Linked DNA regions of Rattus norvegicus: regions 2 and 3 are each linked to region 1. Evidence: chromatin contacts called from public Hi-C data. All regions are on one chromosome and are shown on one strand. Each heading gives the region's core, a stretch centred on a gene start, on an enhancer-like site or on the middle of the called end of the contact. The rest is flanking DNA. Distances are from core to core; before and after follow the strand shown.

What was found. A called contact is a pair of places that touch in the nucleus more often than the background predicts.
Region 2: a Hi-C map of the A7r5 cell line shows a contact between it and region 1, with 2.5 times the contacts expected there. The contact joins two enhancer-like sites. A contact is called at or near these places in 2 of 12 Hi-C or Micro-C datasets (the A7r5 cell line and the Rat2 cell line).
Region 3: a Hi-C map of the A7r5 cell line shows a contact between it and region 1, with 4 times the contacts expected there. The contact joins two enhancer-like sites. A contact is called at or near these places in 7 of 12 Hi-C or Micro-C datasets (the A7r5 cell line, the Rat2 cell line, hepatocytes and 4 more).

The regions. Positions count from the first base shown.
Region 1 is chr7:36,302,496-36,306,969 of GRCr8, forward strand. No RefSeq gene overlaps it. Among named protein-coding and RNA genes, the nearest start is that of Cs-ps1, 180 kb to the right of the region's middle. Within about 2 kb of position 2,361, at least 3 of the 93 cell types and tissues checked have an H3K27ac peak or open chromatin away from gene starts, as enhancers often do. A contact at or near this core is called in the A7r5 cell line, where this site is marked.
Region 2 is chr7:36,119,804-36,124,277 of GRCr8, forward strand. No RefSeq gene overlaps it. Among named protein-coding and RNA genes, the nearest start is that of Dusp6, 140 kb to the left of the region's middle. Within about 2 kb of position 1,793, at least 19 of the 93 cell types and tissues checked have an H3K27ac peak or open chromatin away from gene starts, as enhancers often do. A contact at or near this core is called in the A7r5 cell line, where this site is marked.
Region 3 is chr7:36,168,233-36,172,706 of GRCr8, forward strand. No RefSeq gene overlaps it. Among named protein-coding and RNA genes, the nearest start is that of Dusp6, 190 kb to the left of the region's middle. Within about 2 kb of position 2,694, at least 23 of the 93 cell types and tissues checked have an H3K27ac peak or open chromatin away from gene starts, as enhancers often do. A contact at or near this core is called in the A7r5 cell line, where this site is marked.

The sequences.
Region 1 (4,474 bases), core at 1,111-3,610:
AGAAGGAAATTATAAGGGCATAATGCCAGTGCAGACTTTGTAGTCTCTGCTTCTCGTTATATATATTTTAATTCTTAAATTTTTTCTTTGTTTTGATTCAGGGTATCGCTGTGTAGCCCTTGTTACCACGATCTCAAGAGATCCACTTTCCTTTGTCTCCTGAGTGCGAGGGTTAAAGGGGGGCACCAACATGCCTGGCTTCATGTTTCAATTTTAAGTCACATCAAATAAGATGTGATGTAAATGAGTTTGCAATTTTTCAGTGATGGAATTTCACATTACCATATTGACCATATTGATAGTTTGGTCCTCATAGGATTTGGGGCTGACCTCTTAAAAATGAAGATTTTTTTTTCCTGAATGAAATACAATCAGGGTTGAAGGAAATTCAAGACACATTCTCCATTGCTAGAATCAATGTCAACCTGACATAGGGACCTTGTTTCCATGGCAACACATCAAGGCATTAACCATTTGTTTGAAGAACCGCTACGAAGACAAGATTTTCAATCTAGATTTATCTGCTCTGTTACTCCTGTCCTGGGAGCCTTCACTTTCTTTGACCTCCAGTCTCCTCACAAATTAACAGTAACCAGTTATTGTTCAGCATCCAGTGAAACTTCCGGGAATCTGGTAAAAGGGGGCAAATGTTGAATGAGCTCTGAGCTTCTCAAAGAAAACATCTCAATGGCTTCAAGTGTCTGTTCTTTGTGGCCTGTTGTGATTCTCCTTACTCTGGCTCTGAGTGTTGGTGGCTAAACAGAAAGAAAGAAAAAGAGAAAGGAAGAAAGGAAGAAAGGAAGAAAGGAAGAAAGGAAGGAAGGAAAGAAGGAAGAAAAAAGAATATTCTCCTCTCCCTCCAATCTCTGCACCTGTTGTTTACATAGAGAGGAGGATGCGAGTACATCCTGAGGCAAAAGCAAGGCAGAAGAATGAGGGTATCCTGCGTTATGATGATTATCTCGGGACTGCTCTGAAATTGAGCCAAATCCCCCAAGTCTTTCAACACCCACTGAGTCCAGTGTGTTCAGCACATTGCCCCCCCTTCTTTCTTTCTTCCTTCCTTTCTTTCTTTCTGTCTTTCTTTCTTTGAGAAATACTGTGTTTTAATACTTTAGAAAGAAAAAAATCACATCTACTATAAAACAAAAGAATTTTTGGATTGGCTTATCTTTAAAATTATGTGATAATTATGAGTAATGTTTAATAGGCTAATACATGCCAAGAACTGCTGTAACTGCTATTCTGTCCACTTGTAAAGATTACAATGTTTACAGCTCTTCCTTAGATGAGATACAGGACATAAAATATAGTTTTCCCAGAGCTTGAAGACAGTGATCTGATAGAGAGCATTGTTACCTCCACAGACTTGCGTAATTGGCCTCTCTCCAGTCTCTCAAAGCCTACATCTTCTGATATGACGCTTCGACCTTCCTGAGCCACGGACTTCTTACTGGAGTTGACAGCGTTGATCAGATCCACGTCAAAACGCTTGCACAGTTTTCATCTGTTCATACGTGTGTGTGTGTGTAGGTTAAGGGAAGTTGAAGTGGTTTTTGGACAGAAATTTCATGCTCAGTAGTTATAATCACAGGCGGGGGGAACCATCTTAGAGGTCTCTTATATAATGTTCATCTCCACAGTTTTAAATCGGAAGAGAAAATCATTGGGCATGTCTTTAATCGTCCTTTCATCTTTTCTCACCAAACTTCCTTCTAGCGTCTCTTCCGCACCTTTATTGTGGAGCAGAATAGAGATCTATTTAAGTATGCCTTACATTATCAAAGGCTGGTGATATAACACGTTTGTCAGGTCCATTCGACTGTGGTTTGTATGGTCGGGAAAATGAGAACTGACACTTGGGTTGTGTTTGCTTCAATATTAAAATTATGCTATTTTTTTTCCAATTTAGAGCTCATTGTAAAGTTTCTGTGCATACTCAGTTCTGATAGGTTCATGGTAGATATAATCCCATGAACATATTTGCTACAAATTATCTCACAGTGGAATCAAATCCTTATGAAGGAAAGCATTTACCAGCACAGTCATAAGACCTTATTAAAGTTAAATAATGTAATGTCCTCATAGTCACAATGCCATTAACGGCTACTAAATCTCTCTCCACTTAACATAGTGTCAAACTTAATCACCGCCGTCTTTCCCAGTTCAGACATGATAGGAATTTCAGTACACCCTGGAAATAGGTCTTCTGAACTGCAAAAGCATACGTGTTCTTAATAACACTATTCAGAGAAGCTTTAAATGTTTTAAGGGCCAGTAACCATTTAACATGTTGTTAAGGTTTCCATTACTAAATTCTCCAAGGCTAGTAGGCAAATGCTGAAAGACTGATAGTGTTTCTCTGCCCCCTAGTGGGCTAGTTGCAGAATTGAACAGGCCAGCACAATACTCTTCAGGCGCAGTTACCTGTGTGCTCGAGGTCTAGGTTGTGAGAGCTCTAGCTGATGTGACCCCAGTGGTTCTCACCTTCCTAATGCTACGGCCCTTTTATACAGTTCCTCATGTTGTGGTGATCCCCCCAACCATAAAATGATTTTCAGTGCTACTTTGTAACTTCGATTTGCTACTCTAATGAATGGTAAGGTAAACTGTGTTTTCCGATGGTCTTGGGCAACTCCAGTGAGACCGCCATTTAATCCCAAGGGGGTCTCGATGGAGAGGTTGAGAACCGGTGGTCTAGCGCAAGTAAAATGGATGTGGTTTGCTGTCTCTGTGCGGCTTTCAAAACTACAGGGAAGTCATGGTGATTGTTGAAGTGGTTTTCACTTCTGAGCTAGTGGCATTTTCAGTGTGTTGTAAAAGAAGGGTTTCTCATCATGTCTTTATTAACTTCTGGGGCTGATAACGGCAACTTTGTACATTTGTAGAATGCTTAAGAATATTCTTGGCGTTCTCTCCGATAGATATTGGTGATACCTGGACCTCACCCCCAGCTACGATAAGAAACATGTCCCTGGTGTTACCTTTGCTGGAAACCTTTCCCTTGCTTGAGAACCATCTTTTTCTTCATGGTTCCTATTCATCTGCAAGTGATGTGATAAAAACAGCTTGCCCAGATAGCTCACAGCTGGAAGACCTTATATTATTTAATGTAGTCTGTACAAGAATCCTCAGGGGTAAGGTAAATCCTAGACTATAATTTATCCCAGTCCTCCACTGAGGTTTCTTCCTTTCAAATGACTCCAGCTTGTGTCTAGTTGACATAAAACCAGCCAGCACAGGGGACAACAGGGAGGGGAGGGGGGAGAGAGAGAGAGAGAGGCAAGGCTCAGGTGAGGCTGCTTAACTCTTATGAACAGAACAGAACAGAACACAGCCTGGATGGTGACTGAGGTTGTTGGCTCTGTTTTGGTTTCGCAGAGCAGAGAATGAATGGCCTCATCAGTTAATCTAAGTGCTCTGTGTTGGCAAGTATCATTAACCCATGCCTGGGGATTTGATAATTTGTCCTGCCTTCACTTTCGCTGCTTAGGCCATGAGAAGCAATCATTTTGCATAGCTCTCAGTAATTAAACGAGGCACAACTTTATCTACTCGTTTCTTAGGCTCTCGGAGAGCATTTGCTTGCTGCTTTATGAGGAATGACAAAACGCCTCTCCTGTGGTGAATACTTACATTTGATTCCTTACCCCACATTCACTTACCTCTTTCTTCAGTTCTTATGTTTATTTATAAGCTTTAACTGGAATACTGACTGATAATGTAAAATGCTTTAAATCTGCAATTAAAATCCAGCATTTGCAATGTCAATGATGAACAAGGCCAACTGATAGGAGTTTACATATTCATAGACCATGACAGAATTACATCCCATCTGCCCTTTGGCTTAGAGTGATTATAAGGTGATATTGATCCTCTGTTAAAATGGTGTGTGTCTGTGTGTGTTTGTGTGGATTAGAGCTGAGGGAATGTGTACTAGCATTTGCACCTTAAATTCCTACAGAATACAATCTAGAGGGGACTTGCCTCGCAGACAGTACCTTTTCCATAACCATCCCTAACATTGTCTTCTTGATAAAGACTTTATGTGACCATCTCTTTCCATAAGACACCTGAAATTAATGAAGCCACTATGGTGTTTTCTAGCTCCAATCTTCCCATTCTCGTCTCTCTGGTGGCTTCCTCTCCTTCTGTGCTTTCTATTCCCAGAAGAAAATAAGATTACAAATCTCTATGTCCCTAAGCATTCCTTTTCCCTGAGCCACCAATCAATAGCACATCATAAGAAAGCAATTCTCACAGGTGTCTGGAGACCCTTTGTATAGAGTAATAGATTTCTCTTATTTTTGTCCTCTGAGTTGTTCTTCATTTGGAGTAGACATTTGCCATGGGATTTTGCCGTTGCTGTTGTTATTGTTGTTCAATTGATTCTTTAAAGAACCGAAGGAACAAGATCACTTTATCTTCTTTCCTACTTTTTGTCAGCCTTTCTCTGTGTGTGTGTGTGTGTGTG
Region 2 (4,474 bases), core at 543-3,042, 180 kb before region 1:
TGCCAGAACATTTTCAATTTTATTTTGTGGGTATAATTTTTCCAAGAGCTTACCAAAGTACTAACAGAGCTAGCCATATGATTATGTTTCCTTGTTTATTGTTTTATTGTGGTGATCAAGTGCTGGGGTTGTTTATGGAGAACCAATTGTCTGAAAGGTTGAGTTAAGGGGCTGAGAAACTTGAGTGATCATTGAATGTAACTGAAAGCTAATATTGTCACAGCGAATTACTTTCTAGAAAAGGCTACTTAAAACCAACCAGAGTGTTTAGGCCAGCGAGGTTGACAGTGCTGTAAAATATACCTATGTTTAATTTATTTGATTACATCTTGTTTTATAGACCCATGATTACTGTAAATTCAAATAATCTGGGGGCCCGTATTTTATCCTTGAGAGAATCCCTCTTCTTCCTCCTCCTCCTCCTCCTCCTCCTTCTTTTCTATCTCTCCTTTCTTTATTTTTTTGGACAAGGTCTTCTTATATAGCCCAGGTTTCCCCATAACTTTCAATATAACCCAAATTGGCCTTAAACTTATGATTCTCTTGCTCCCTACCTCCCCTCCCCCAAGTTATTTTTCTATGCTTCCTTGAACAACTCATGAAGAGTTATCACATTTTCATGTCTTGGGGGGAAACTAATAAACAACATGTAAAATGAAAAGTGCCCTGTTAAGTGTCAAGGCTTTCAAAGTATGTGTTACTGGGCCAGGAACAAAATAAGCTTGACCTTAGTCTTGGTTAAAAATTGCTTGATTAATTAACCTGTCGACTGGGAGACTTAAGATAATGAAATGCCAACCTGATTTTAAATACAAACCTCCGATAGCATATACTTATTTATCCTGATACCTTAGATTAATATGTTTTTGAAAAAAAGATAAGAAAGATAGGTACACAAGAGAAATTCTGAAAGCTGTGGGATGTGGCAAATGGTTTTCTAATGTGGGCATTTACCTCCTGAATGTTTGCTTCATTATTTTTTTTTAATTGTAGGTTTTTGGTTCTCTACTGGCAAAGCCCTTTATTATTTACAAACCCCACAAGTATTTGTTGATTAATTTAAAATAAGCAGGCTATCTAGCGAGCAGTATATGCTTACAGTCTCAGAAACGGAAAGATTGAAGCAGGGAGACTGCCTTTTCTTGAGGATAGCTTGAGCTCCATAGCAAACACTGAGCCAAGCCAGGCTATGTTGAAAAACTCCATCTCAAACAAACCAATATAATATAAAGCCAAACAGCACAAACCAGCAATGGCAGTTATACGGTAGGAAAGGAATACCATGGAATTCCACCCAGCTCAACTTCTCTCTTACCTCTCTGTGTTAGGATTCTTTCAAACCATGTGAATCATAGCCAAGGGGGGGGGGGGAAATCTATATTAAAAAAACAGTACCTGTTAAGAAGCCACAACCTGGCCACTCAGTTTGAAATGTCCACGGATGATGTCTTTCCTGAGATGATCAAATGCCAGTGTAAACCTGACTTACTCAGGGCATGTTTTCTTTACCTTTTAAAGACATAGAACTCTTTTGTTTTTGGTGGTGGAAAAATGAGTTGGGACTGGGGCCTTTTTAATGATCAAGTTAAGTAACCCCAGAGCCTTAGAGCAAACAATGAAAGTGAGATTCGCTTTCACAGAAGGCCGGCCCATCGGTGGTTGGCAATTCCAGTCTAGCTGATCCAACAAGTTCTTACATCTTAAAGCTTTTGAGCGCCGTGAGTCAGAGTGTGAGGAAGAGAGAGGGAGGATGTGAGCTCACTGCAGAAGGCTGGTATTAAAGACAGCTAGCACTGTGTGTTGGACCCAAACCAGAGCTGGGAGTGGCTGTTATTGCTGCAAGAAAATATGAGCGCCGGTGGGAGTGGCGGAGCTGTTTGTGGAGTCACCTTTCGGGCCTCCAGGCAGATCTTCCAGAGAAGTAACACATTGCTTACTGGTTTGTACAGTGAGCTGGCTTTTAGAATCTTACCCTCCTCTTAGTCTTCTCTCTGCCTGGAAACAACTTTAGAGGAGGGAGACTCGCCCCTGCATTGACTCACCCGTAACCATGCTTCCTTTCATCCGGAACGTCAGAGTGAGGTCACCATGGTGACCTCATCTGGATTCAGGAGTTAGAAAACTAAAGCATGTTATCGCATGGAGCTTGGCCCACAGGTCCTTAATGCTGGTGACTTCCGGATGGTACCCGGACCCAAATCTCAGAAATTGTAGAAATGTGTTAAGCCCAGTTTCAGTTGGACAGTGGTTCAGATTCTCTCCCAACTAAACTTTATGTATTCATTATTGTTATTGAAAAAAGACTCTTTTTCATACAATATACCCTGATTACAGTTTCTCCTCCCTCTACTCCTCCCAGTTCCACCCCACCTTTCCTTCTGTCCAGATCTACTTCCTGTCTCTCATTAGAAAAGAACAGGCTTCTAAGAGATAACCACCGAACACGACAAAATAAAATATACTAAGACAAAGCAAAACTTTCATATCAAAGTTGAACATGGCAGCCCAACAGGAGGAAAAGAGTTCTGAGCACAGGCACAAGAGCCAGAGACCCACTCATTCTTATAGTCAGGAGTCCCATAAAAACACAAAGCTAATGGCTACAGTTTATACACAGAGGACCTGGTATAGACCCATGTAGGCTCTGTGCTGCTTCATTCTGTTCATATGCACCCTGATTGGTTGATTCCCAGGGCCTTGTTCTCCTGGTGTCCTCTATCTCCTCCGACTCTCACACACTTTCTGCCTCTTACAATAGGATCCCCTGAGTTCTGAGGGAGGGATTTGATGAAGACCTTCAATTTAGACTCTCTCTCTCTCTTTCTCTTTCCCTCCCTCCCTCTCGCTCTCGCTCTCTCTGCACTCCTCTATTAAGTAGCCTCTCCTTCCTGTCTGTTCTAATGAGTTGGGAGTATCCTATTTCTGACTCATTTTGTCAGATCTTTCTCTGATTCATTACTTTGTCTGCCCCCTCAATTACTGATGTTACTTTCAAACGTGGCTACTTCCTTCCACAAACTTTACCTTAATTGTTTGGGATTAATGATGTGTCCATATTCCAGCCAAAGGGATTAAAGGTATGTCATTCCTCCTGGATCACACAGACTAGAAGGTCTTTGGATGTGATCCCTGATCCTCTGCCAGAGCAGCTGTGCTGTTGGATTAAAATTCCTCTACACAGGGCCACTGGACACAGAGACCCAGGTGCTGTCAAACTTCTTTCTTGTCTAGCCTCATTCTTTTTAAAATGTTTCCAGCCAGATCTTTTTTAAAAATTTTTTTGATTTATCTATTTATTTTTACACTCCAGATTTTATTCCCCTCCTGGTCCAATCCCTGACAGTTCCATGCTCCCATCCCACCCCCATTTCCACAAAGATGTCCCCACCCCACCCACCCCACCAGACCTCTAAACTTCCCGGGGCCTCCAGGCTCTTGAAGGTTAGGTGCATCTTCTCTGACTGAACCTAGATTGGGCAGTCCTCTGCTGTATATGTGTTGGGAACCTCATCTCAGCTGGTGTGTGCTATCTGGTTGGTGATCCAGTGTCTGAGAGATCTCAGGAGTCCAGATTAATTGAGACTGCTGGTCCTCCTACAGGGTTGCCCTCTTCCTCAGCTTCCTCCAGCTTTTCCCTAAGTCAACTGAAGGGTCAGCAGCTTCTGTTTATTGGTTGGGTGCCCATATCTGCATCTGACTCTTTCAGCTGCTTGTTGGGTCTTTTGGGGAGCAATCATGATAGATCCCTTTTTGTGAGCACCCCATAGCCTCAGTAATTGTGTCAGGTCTTGGATCTCCTCTTGAGCTGGATCGCACTATGGGCCTGTCACTGACCTCCTTCTTCCCGAGGTCACCTGTTTCCATTCTTTCTGTTGGCCCTCAAGGCTTCAGTCTTTTCCCCTACCAATACCAGATCGTGATCCCATCTCCACCCACCCCAACCCCTTTATCTTCCTCCCTCCCTTGTGGTTGATTTCTTCTCTTTCCCAAGTGGGACTGAGGCATTCTTACTTGGGCCCTTTAGCTTGTTGACCTTTTTGAGTCCTATGGACTGTATCTTGCGTATTCTGTATTTTTTTTTTTTTTTGCTAATATCCACTTATTAGTGAGAACATACCATGCATGTCCTTCTGGGTCTGAGTTAACTCACTCAGGATGACATTTTCTAGTTCCACCCATTTGCCTGCAAAACTCAGGATGTCCTCATTCTTAATAGCTGAGTAGTATTGCATTATGTAAATGGACCACACTTTCTGTATCCATTCTTCTGTCATGGGACATCTGGTTGTTTCCAGCTTTTGGCTATCACAAATAAGGCCACTATGAACATAGTGAAATATGTGCCCCTGTGGCATGGTGGGACACCTTTTCGGTATAGTCCCAAGAGTGGTATTTCTGGGTCTTTAGGTATGTCTATTTCCAATTTTCTGAGGAACCTCCAAATTGAGTTCCAGAATGGTTGTACCAGTTTGCA
Region 3 (4,474 bases), core at 1,444-3,943, 130 kb before region 1:
ATCAACAGGGTACACTTGTTACAAATGATGAGCCAACATAGAACAATGTAACTGCCCCAGTCTATGGCCTACATTTGAGTTCACTTGCTGTTAAGCATAGACTTGGATAACTATGTAACAACATTAATGTGCCATATAGTATCAGACAGAGTTTTCATTGTCAAATATATTCCTCTGAGCTCTGTGTAATTATTTCTCTCTCCCTTAATCCTCGCAAAACCACCGATTTATTTATTTAATCCTATTACAGAATTTTGTCTTTTCCAGAATGACATCACGTTGGAATCATATGGGATGCACCCTTTCTTACTGGCTTCTTTCACTTTATCACTATGCATTTAATACATCCATTTTTTCCAGTGCTTTGCTTTTGTAGTCTTATGAAGTTGAACCGAGGCTTTACATATGCTAGGCAAATACTCTACCACTGAACTGCATTCTAAGCTTGCTATTGGTTCATTTCTTTGTAGCACTGAGAAAAACCTCACTCAATGTGTCAGAATTCATCTATTCACTGATGAGGGACATCTTGGCTGCATCGGAGCTTTCATAACTATGACTGAGTGTGCACCATTCACACTCAGGTTCTTGACCGAACACATGTTTTCAACTCCATTTACTGAACACCAAACGGTGATTGGTATATCGTACAGTTTATGTTTTGCACAAAGCTGTCAAATTGTTTTCTATAATGATGGTACTATTTTGTATTCTCCCAACCATAAATGACTTCTGGTGGTCCACACCCTTATAGCAATTTAGAATGGTCAGCGTTTTGGGGTTTGACTATTCTCACTGTTACTTCAATTTTCATTACTTTGGTAACAATAAATACATGACGTGCATAGAGATTTATATTTACAAATGCTGCAATGGGGAATGAAGAGTTCAGTCAGGAAAGTACTAGCCATGCGAGCATGGGGACTTGAGTTCAGCTTCCTGGCACCCACTTATAAAGTTGGGAAAATAGACTGTGACTATATATAACCAGAGTGCCAGGAGGCAGGGACTAGGATGGGAAGAGGAAGGTACCTGGGACTTTCTGGTCAGTCCATCTAGCCAAATCATAGAGCCCCGAGATCAGTGAGAGATTGTGTTTCAAAAGTGTGGTGTGAAACAGAGGTTCTCAGCCTATAGATTGCAACCTGTTTTGGAGTCTAATGACCCTTTCCCAGGGTCACATATCAGATATCCTGCATGTCAGATATTTACATTATGATTCATAAGAGTAGCAAAATCACACTGTCCTCTCTAGCCTCCATGCATAGACACATGCAAACGCACATGCATGTGTGTGTGTGCACGCGCGCACGCATACACACACACACACATACACACACACACACACCCACACACACACACACACACACACATTCACACACTGCCATAGTGGTTAGGGGTAGAAATGGCATTATTATTTCTGTGTAGAAACAAAGACCTGAGTATTCTTAGCATGATAAATATTATCATAGCCCTAAATCGTTTGTTTCTTCTTTAATAGAAAAACAAAACAAACAAATGAACAAAAAAACCAAAACAGAAACCCTAGACATGAACTCAGGACTGAGGTGTTAGCATGTTAAAAAGAGGGAACTAAAGAGATTGGTGAGGATTGCTGTAGTTGAGTTAGTAATAATGAGAGAGGAAAAAGGCCTATCTTTAGTCATAACACTCAGGGATGACTTTCGGATCCAGAAACGGATGGGAGTAAGTAAAAGGGGATGTTCCCTCAGTAGCTTGATGATTTTGGCAACAGTCCAACCAGTGTTGCAAGAAAGGAAGCAGCCTCAAGATGAAAATCTCGTACAGGCTGGCATCTGCCCAAAGCTGAAATGTTGACAGAGAAGTGCGGGTACACCCCAAAACATCCTGATTAATTTGCAGGTGTTGTGCAAAACCGAGTGGGAAAAGAAAAACCATACTGCACCCTAGGCAGATTCTGCTGGTGTGAAGAGTGTTCGATAATACCAAAACCTTAGGACGAGAGAGAATGGTTCCGTATTTTCATTGTACACTGCAGCCTTTCTCAGAGACTCATCATCTTGTTGATCTGGAAGGGATTTCTCAGAACAAGTCTCCCAGTGGAGTTGGATTGCCCAGAAATTCCCTTCAAACAAAATCTCATGACACTATGCTGAACTGGGGTAGAATGGATGTTATTAGTAGAAATAATTTCGTGATTTTAATTTCAACAAAAGCACTCATCCCAAAGCTGATTAACCGAGTCAATGCTGTAATCAGAAGACTTGAATGAGAACCACTGTGATGCGATTTGTATGGCGTACTTACCAGTCTTTTTTATTTTCGTATTGTTTGGGTCTCTTTAGACATTGTGAAACAGATTCTGATTAGCACAAGATTTGCGAATGAGAGGTCTTAGTAATCACCTTGTAGTCTTGCCGGTACCCTGGCTGTAGGAAAAATCATCCTTTTGAGATCAACAGAAATCTGAGTCAGGTTGGAAATGCAAGTCAATGCACCCAGCACTGGCTAGCATAGAGCTCCTTGGTTTAAAACGTTATGGCAGTTAAAGTATTATTTAAAAGGCTAAAACACCAGCCTCTGCTGCCGTGTTGTGTTTAAACCTCAGCTCACACTTGCTCCCATTGAACCCAGGGAACACTGCTGGCCATTGGAGGTGCTGCGATCATTATTTCCCAAGAACTAGAGAGTGGGCAAACCGACAAAACAAACAAGCTGGGCGCTGTTAAATAAATGATTTACATTCCTTTCAGGAAATGTCACAATGAGGACTTCAAGCTGGACTTCTCCAGTGCTTTTCTGTTTGATTTTCAAGCAGAACGAACCGAACACAATGTGTAACGTTCACTAATTGCCAGTTTTATTCTGTTAGCATCTTACTTAGAATGTGTCTCGGAGCCCAGTAATCTATCTCATTAATGTGTCTTTCACCAGTTAGGTTTAAAGTCCCTTCCTAAAGGGGCCAAGCTCCTGTGTTTTCTTATTGCCATGAGTGTAAGTAGGGAATTAATTTGCACACAGTAGGGGATTGGTCACTTGCACACAGTAGGGGATTGGTCATATTACTGGTTCTGCATTTAAGCTGTCTGGGAACTTATTCTCAAGCAAGCATTTATTAATGTAATGTATTTGGTGTGGGGCATTATGCTAATGCTTCTGACCCCAGTATTGTCACTACATGGAGTGAGTCATCTATAATTTTGTTTAAAATAACGTAAACCAATTTTATGTACTATTAATTAAAGGAGTAGGTGTTGAGTGTTCACTATTGTTTTAGTTCAGTGCTGACTCTTTGGAAGCTTGGTCTTGAGGGCAGTTGGATTATAGAAATATAAGAAACTACCATGTCCAAGATGGTTATTCTTACTGTTGGCCATTAAAACAGACTTTTAATGGTTACTATTATTTCTTCGTAAATTGATTGTTCCTTTGCCTAATTTATCAATGCCATTCTGGTCACTAAACCTCATTATGTAATTTTTACCATCAGTGTTATAAGTAGAAACAATTATAAATTTGTGTTTGGTTGAGAGAACGTGTCAACAAATCGTGTTTATATTTTCATACCATAAGGACAGTACTTGTAGAATGAATGGTATGCTCATTTTAGCTTTAAATTTTTTTTGACATTTCTTAAGGTTTCTAATTTCTTTAATTTACATTGTCATCCTTCTAAAATGTTTTCAATTACAAAGTGTCAACTTTAATTTCTCTTTTCATCTCTTGGGTGCCTTTTTGCTCCAGCTGGACTGGCTGTTCTTTTTGAACATTTAGCAGTTTTCATTTCGTGACTGATAATTTTATTATCCTGAAACTATTTCTTGACCTGAAAAAAAATTTTTTTGGTGGGGGGGTTGGTTTCCTGCCTTCTTTTCCCAGAAAAGTTTTTGTGAAGTGTGTTTCCAGTTGTACGGGTGTATAAAAAGTAAAGGTTCCACATATAATTAGTCTCTTTAACATTTAAATTCAAATTAGCCCTCTATGTAAAAGTTCCCAGGGGCAGGAAGCTTCACTTATTATCTGATTCCATTTGATCCTGTAACCCCAAGCTTTTTGCCAAAATGATGAATCTTCTTCCGGTGTGTTCGGGAACATTGTGTGACCTCTGTAAGATCATTATGGATCCCCGGGAAAGCATCCGTGTGCTTTCTGCTGCCAAAGTGAAGCCCAAGCTTCTGTGAGCTCGGAGTCTCTACCATGGCATCATGGAAATCCCCTTAAGTCTCTGCCATATTGGAGATGGTCTCTTCAGGTTCCTGTAAACTTCTTCCTCTTTCTTGGTTTACTCTCTCCATCGCTACAGAGGAAGGGACTGTGGGTGATACAACTTTTTTTTTTTTTTTTTTTTTGGTCTTCTGTGTTTGAAATGTTTTTCTTTTCCTCTTTTTTTTAAAAAAATAATACATCCTATTAATTTACTCTGCGTTTCTGCACACACATGCATGTACCCAGCTGTGGAGGTCAGATGCCAATTGTGAGGAGTTAGTTTCTC